Regions from separate parts of the Gossypium hirsutum genome. Here region 1 is linked to region 2. A link is a contact called in public Hi-C data. All regions are on one chromosome and are shown on one strand. Each heading gives the region's core, a stretch centred on a gene start, on an enhancer-like site or on the middle of the called end of the contact. The rest is flanking DNA. Distances are from core to core; before and after follow the strand shown. Region 1 holds the start of LOC107918068. Region 2 holds the start of LOC107922316 (E3 ubiquitin-protein ligase RNF185-like).

Evidence for each region. Hi-C and Micro-C count contacts between places; a contact is called where the count stands out from the background.
Region 1: a Hi-C map of leaf shows a contact between it and region 2, with 2.0 times the contacts expected there. The contact joins the promoter of LOC107918068 here to the promoter of LOC107922316 in region 2. A contact is called at or near these places in 2 of 34 Hi-C or Micro-C datasets (leaf and seedling).

Annotation. Positions count from the first base shown.
Region 1 is chrD01:20,251,654-20,255,406 of Gossypium_hirsutum_v2.1, reverse strand. LOC107918068 reads left to right here and starts at 2,057. Exons shown (of 11, transcript XM_016847573.2): 1 at 2,057-2,910; 2 at 3,035-3,753. The coding sequence starts at 2,155.
Region 2 is chrD01:19,852,274-19,855,777 of Gossypium_hirsutum_v2.1, reverse strand. LOC107922316 (E3 ubiquitin-protein ligase RNF185-like) reads right to left here and starts at 2,079. Exons shown (of 2, transcript NM_001399843.1): 1 at 1,938-2,079; 2 at 628-1,610. The coding sequence starts at 1,579. The coding sequence ends at 869.

The sequences.
Region 1 (3,753 bases), core at 808-3,307, 400 kb before region 2:
TACAAAAAAAAACATAAAAACATATTATATTTTTTATATTTTTAAAAATTTAAAAATTACATTTATTAGAATTTGAACATGAGATGGTTGTCTCTTGGGAGGATATCATCACCTATGATAATTGTTTTGTAATCTAATCAATCATGGGTAGATTTTTTAGGTAATAAATTTAGATAATTTTTTTCAAATTATTTAAATAATGAAAGATAATGTTATTTCAATTGAATAATCATTTAGATAATAAATAGAATTATTTATCTTTATTTTAATATTTTCAAAAAAACTTACCTAAAATTTATCACCTAAAAAATTAAAAATATTTAATTTTCTAATTCTTTAAAACAAAATTTAGTAATTATTTTTATATTGTTTTTTAATTTTATAATTTTAATAATTTTTTGTTAATTTTAAAAAAAAAATCCATTTTTAAAGATTTTTTTAAGGTTTTTCGAATAATGATGTCACAATGATGTTACAACATGACACACGGCAGTATATGAATGGTTGAATATTTCAGCCCTAAGTTTTTAATGTTAAAGGACTAAACTGGAAAAATCTGATAACGTTGGAGATTAAAGTGGACCAAAAGAAATTGTAAGGACTAAAGTGAAAAAAGCAGTATACTTCAGTAACTAAAATATGCATTAAGCCTGTTTTTAAATATAGTTGTAAGGATTCTTATGCTTCTTCTTTTAATGTGTTGATTTTTTATTTTCTCAAATTTTCTTAAAGCAGAATTGCAAAATTTGCCCCTAAGTTTTTTCTTTTGCTTTTTCATTGTTATTTAAGTTTTCTTTTTCTTTTTCTGAATGTCGCCCACATTGTTGAATTTTTTGTCAAATAAATTTGATTTTAATCAACAACTTTGTTAATGTAGCATGGCATTTTATTTGATGATTTTGTTGATGTCATTACTGATGTAATGTGACACCTCATTTGATAACTTTGTTGATGTGGTATGACATATCATCTATCACATAGTATTTTAAATTAAAATTATAAAAAAATAAGTATTTAAATTTTATAAAAATATGAAAAAATTATAAAAATAAAAAAAAATTGTAAAAAATTTATTGAAAAATTTGAGTCAAAACGTGATATTCTTTACGCATTGATCATCATTGATAACAATGGGTCGCCTTAATTGATTAAGAATGCATAGGAGGCGATGTTAGAGGCCACACTTTACTTATGGAATTGAGTTTGTTTGACGGGTCTTGAGGCAGTTCATGCTCTAGTGTCATTGATAGTTAAGGATGCAAGGGTAGGGATCATGGAGGATGCATGACGATGTTGACGCAAATTGCAAGGCGCAAAAAGCGAGATAGTCTAGTAGATACATCGTTTTTCTATTGGAATTGGTGCGTATTGATAACGCTTATTTTGGATTTATCAATATTTTTAAAAAATATTTAATATATATATTAATATTTACAAATATCAAATGGTTATATTAAATAAATTTCAATATAAAATATTCATGCACGAATCGGTTCATAATGTTGAGGAAAAGTTTGTATTATTCATTACTATAATAATAAAAAAGTATAAATATTATATTTTTTAACATTATTCATGTACCAGTAGGTGGAACGGTACATATCAATTAAAATGGTTGGAACTGACTACATTAGTAAAGAAAGTAAAGAAGTGATGCGGGAACCAAGTGAAGTTAGGGTTTTGGGTGATTTGTTGGATGACAAGATTAGAGTTAATGAAAGAATAAGGAAAAAAACACAGTGGTCAATGATGCGACGAGAAAGGGACGAAAGAAGTGAAAAAAATGGGTAATTCTAGATCCAAATCAAGTTAAATTTGAGTTGGTTTAAAAATAAATTCAGGTTCAAATCATATCAAATTCAGGTGAATTTGATAAAACCAAGTTAAATCGAGTTTAAATTCATGATTTGTTTGTAGAGACTATTAAACCCATTTTAAGTAGGCCCATGAAACTAAATTGTAAAAGGTATAAAATTGAAAGGCCTGGTATTGGAAAGGACAAAAAGGTTGGCATATGCGGCTAGAAAATTCCATTTTTGTAGACCGTCCTTACCATCTATATATATAAACAACCATTTTCCTCCCGCCATCCTCTTGAACAGCGGCTTCAACGGAATTTCCCAATCCTTTCCTTTATTTTTTCCAATTAAAATTATGCTTCGTTACTGCTTAAGATCTCGTCGGCGTTGCTATCTTCATTATACGCGACGGTTTTCCTCCTCGTCTCCCAACTCCGTTGAATCCCCTAACAATCTCAAAAACCGGCAACCCGTCCCTTCCCAATCACCGCCGCCGCAATATTTTCAAACTCAGCTTTCAACTCGCCCTTCTGCAACGGTTTCTCTTTCTCGAAATTCCGTTTTGGCCCTCTCCGCCACTCTCCTCTCCGCTATCGTCGCTTCCGTCGCTGTTTTATCTGCCAATGAAGGCAATGAATCCTCCGACGGTAACCCTAGCCCTAGGAGAAGTCCTCTTTACGACTCAATCGAGCACACGATGCAAAAATCGAACGAGTCCTTCCGGAGGATCGTCCACCAAGCCAAACAAACCAGCGTCGCCGCCTCTGTTTTGTGGCAATCGTTGAGGTCGGTGATGTCATCCGCAAACCACGAAGTTCGGGCTGGGTTCGAGCTACGCGTGGCGTCTTTGCTTGCGGACATTGCCGCTGCCAATGCGAGCCGCAGAGCGGCGATTGTGAACGCTAGTGGCGGCGCGGTAGTTGATTGGCTGCTGGAGACGGTAGCAGTGGGCAAAGCAGATGTTTGCGGCACTCAGGCCGAGTCGGCGAGGGCATTGGCTTACTTAATTGCGGATCCCGACGTGCGCAAAGACGTGCTTGGAAGACCAGGCGCCGTTTCCTATCTGTTGAGGTTCATTTTTTCATGTCAACCTCAAAATAAATCTAAAAGGGTACGTTTTTATTTCTTTTTGTTATCTACTGATTATGAAAATGTAACTTTTTTGCACCCTAATCTTGTTGGTGCTTCTAAGTTTTTTGTTTTACCATTGATAAATAGCTTTTGTGTGGGAGCAGCATTCGGGTCGTAGTTCATTCGATATTTCTGATTCTTTGAAAGGTAGAAGTATGCTTGTGGCTGCTATAATGGATATTGTTACATCCAATTGCGAGTGTGTAGAAAAGGAATCTTTTAAGCCTTGGCTACCGGGAAATGCAGAAATGAGAGATATTGCTGCAGCTGTTCAAGTTATTGAAGAAGGTGACATGCATTTAGACGAGGGAGAGAGAAATGATGATGATGATGATGGTGGAAGAGGGATGAAAGGGATTGGAATTAAAATTCTTGAAGGGACGACTGCTATAGGGCTGTCGAGAACAACTGAGCATATGACATTAGATCATTCAAATGATACCCCATCAGAATTAGATAGGGATACTCCGAGAACACTTGCATTGATGAATAAGCATGGTAGTTCAGTGGAACAAGCCAATTTGTCAGCTGCTGTTGTTCCTGGTCTTTGGGATGATTTGCATTCTCAGCATGTTGCTGTGCCTTTCGCTGCTTGGGCATTAGCCAACTGGGCAATGGCATCGGAGATCAATAGGTCTCATATTGAAGAATTGGATCAAGATGGAGAGGCTGTCATGTGTGCTTTACTAGCACCTGAGAGATCTGTGAAATGGCATGGTAGCTTGGTGGCTCGGTTGCTATTGGAAGATCATAATCTTCCCTTAAGTGACTCTGTCTCTGATTGGGCATCCAGTCTTCTTTCTACTGCTTCACATGCAAGCAA
Region 2 (3,504 bases), core at 830-3,329:
AAAACAAAGAAATCAAATCTAGTTCATATTCGTAGTCCATGCACAATTAGCACTAGAAACACAAACTGGGTTGCAAACTTGAGCTTGGTCAGGAGCTATAATCACTGAAGTTTGTTATATAAACAACTACGCAAGCACAAAGAATTGCTGTGTCACTCAGGCCAAGAAAGGGAACCATTTTACTATCGCTACATAAAAAAAATCTTTCGTTCATAGTCTCAAATGAAAGGGTAAAGAGCAGTGGAAACTGAACTGAGTGTGACTAATGGCAAATGCTTATAACAAAGCTTTAACTGCAGAGAGAAACAACTCCACCTACACTACCTATTTAACCACCCATCTAAATCAACTCAGCTATCCTCCCTCATATACTAAGGAAATAACCATGAAATATATAGAAGGCCAAGACAAAATCTATTCAGATCGCAAGAAGTTCTAACTTATGAATAGCTAGGCACATAAAATACTGCTACATTTTATGTTACCCAACACTTGAAGATATTACGACTGGAATTAGGATAAATAAGCTGAAAACACATGACCTTGCTCTCATGACTCAATAATCTTGCTGAAACCAAAGATGCGCAGGGAGAAAAGAAAAAGAGCCAAATTAGTGTATTGCAGTTGCTAAAACACATTGATGCTTTTTAGCCATAGAGGACAGCGAAAGATATTCCAAAGCATAAATACAAAGCCGAACCAACTGATGAACCAAAAATCAACAGGGGAAGTGCCATACAATAAATTCCTCAATCACTAAGTAAAAGACAAAAAGGTAAATGAAAATGCATTTATTAGATTTACACAAGATATCGGATTGGCACTCCTAAAATAAGTTAGCAATTTATGCTTTGATAGCAGATATGGTCTATTGATAAATCATTGCAAAGATAACACAAACAATGATAAACAGAAACAGCATCTTCAGATAATGATCCTGCTGGCCTTGTGCGGTGCGATGATGATGGTGGTGGTGGTGGTGATGGTATCCATGAGCAAGGCCACCATGATATGAACTTGGAAAGCCATATGGAAAACCAGCAGCTGGACCAAACATAGCCGCATCAGGAAATCCATGGACCTGAAGGTTAAACAAGGATGGGATAAGACCACCAAAAGCAGCAGAGAGTGTGAAATTCCCAAATCGAGCGGTTGCCATTGGTGCAAAACCTCCCAAGCCTCCCATGAACCCGAACCCATTTTGGGGAAACTGATTAGGTGCTGGTGGAGGAGCCGTTTCAGGTCTCTGTCCAGCTGGACGATTCGGAATATTAACACCCGGGATAGATTTGGACCTAGGATCAGTAGATGATTTCCCCCTTCCATACAAAGGAACCAATTTTTGTTCCTCAACAAGGGCTTTACAAACAGGACATTCCTGAGAACGGGAATGAGTATGAAGCCATTTGTAAAGGCAAGGCCAGCAGAAAAGATGCCCACATAAAGTGACAATAGGGTCTTGAGCTAAGTCAAAGCAAATATTGCACTCAAAATTACCAGCATCACCATTAGCATTATTGGTGGAGCAAGATGGATTGTGGGGAGAATGGCTCGCTGATTCCCCAAACCCACTTGCCATTTCTTTTCCTAGACCTCCGAAACTCCGATTCCTACAAAAATCGAATTGGAACGAAAACAAACACCAATCATAAAATTCACTAGTATCAGAAAATTGCAAGAATTTCCCCAAAAATTGAAGGCTGTCATATAAAAACCAAAGCCTCTAACGACTCAAATCATCTCAAATTCAAAAAAACCTCAGATCTCTTATGAAAATCAGCCTAACTAATTAAAACAAAATCTATCCCGATTAATTAACGACAAAAATCGCGATTCAACGGTAACAAAAAAAACAAATCTAGCTTTTAAAAAAATAATAAAGAGAGAGAGAGAGAGAAATATGAATAGAGAGAGAGAGAGAAATATGAATTACTGACCTTCAAAGAGATATTGAAGAGATACAAGGACCGATCGATATGGCAATCGACCGATCCAAAGAAGTCAAAAATAAATAAAAACTAAAAAAGAAAAGAAAAAAGAAAAAGATGAAGATCGCAGAAAAAAACTCTTCGAAGAAACTTGGTATTTATTTACAGACGCGTTTACAGCGGAAAGATTCCTATAATTCCTCTTTCCTAAGTTTTAATACGCAATAGCGTTTGAGCTTTTGAATCCCCACGTGGCAACAATCTGTTGGTTCATTTCTCCTGACTCCTTGATGACCCGTTATTAGATTGCGCCTGTGGTTTGGATAGGCAACTACCGGCGTTAGAATGTTAACGCGTAAACGCTACGCTCCAACTATCGCATTGAGTTTGTCCTTTTTTTTATTTTTTATTAATATAGTATTTGTTACCTGAGTTTGTCTTTCATATTGAATTTGGTACATGAGTTTAGCTTTAAGGTCTAATTTGATACAAATGGTATTATGTGGTTCAGTGAATATTTAATATGTGAACTCTAGTAAAAAAGTGACAAAAAATACTTAAGAATCAAATTGAACATTGAAGCTAAAGTCGGGTAATTAGGACCAAAAGAACTCAAGTATCAAATTGAAAAGTTTAAGCACCAAACCGAACATTAAAGCCGGACTTAGGTACTGAATTGAAACAAAAATACTTAAGTATCATATTAAACATTAAAACCAAATTCAAGTACCTAATTGTATATAAACCCTTATTAATTTTAAGAATTTAAAAAAAATGGCTCAGATACCGGACTAATCCTTAATATATGCAATTTTTTTTTCGTTAGGTAACTTGTACGTAAATATATGTATTTATATAATTTATTTTAATAAAAAATTTAATTTTATATAATTAATTTAAGTAATCATTACTAAAAGAAAAGGAATGTTAGATTTCTATGGGCATGGTCTCTCAAAATAGATGTAAATAAATTAGATATATTATAAATGCAATAAATAATAATATTATTTTGAATTTTAAAATATGTATTTGCGTAATTGCTAATAATATTTTTTGTTTTGAGAATCATACTTGAAAGTTATTGTGAATAGGTTGTTTTAGTTAATATTATTAGTAAAATAATTATTTATAATTATTTTTTGTCTAAATATTATATAAATAATATTTTATCACATTTAAAATTTTTATTTGGATAGAATTATATCTAAAGTAATTTTTAATATGTTATTTTAATTAATATTAATTATTTTTATCATATTTACTCAAGAATGTGGAAGAATGAAACTACCTGCATGATTAGATTTTAGGCATTATACTTCTAAGACCAATATAATAAAAATATTGACAATAGTTCATAAATGTTTAATGCGTAAATTTATTGAGATATCAATTCAAAATAATTTTTTTCAATGAAGATTTTTTTTTTTAAATTTCAATATCATAGAATTATATTTAAAGTAATTTCTTATATTTATTTTCATTAATATTTTTAATAAAATAATTATAATTTTTATATAGTTTTTAATTTAAACATTATTTTAATAGTATTTTAACATATTTATTGAGAAAAACATAA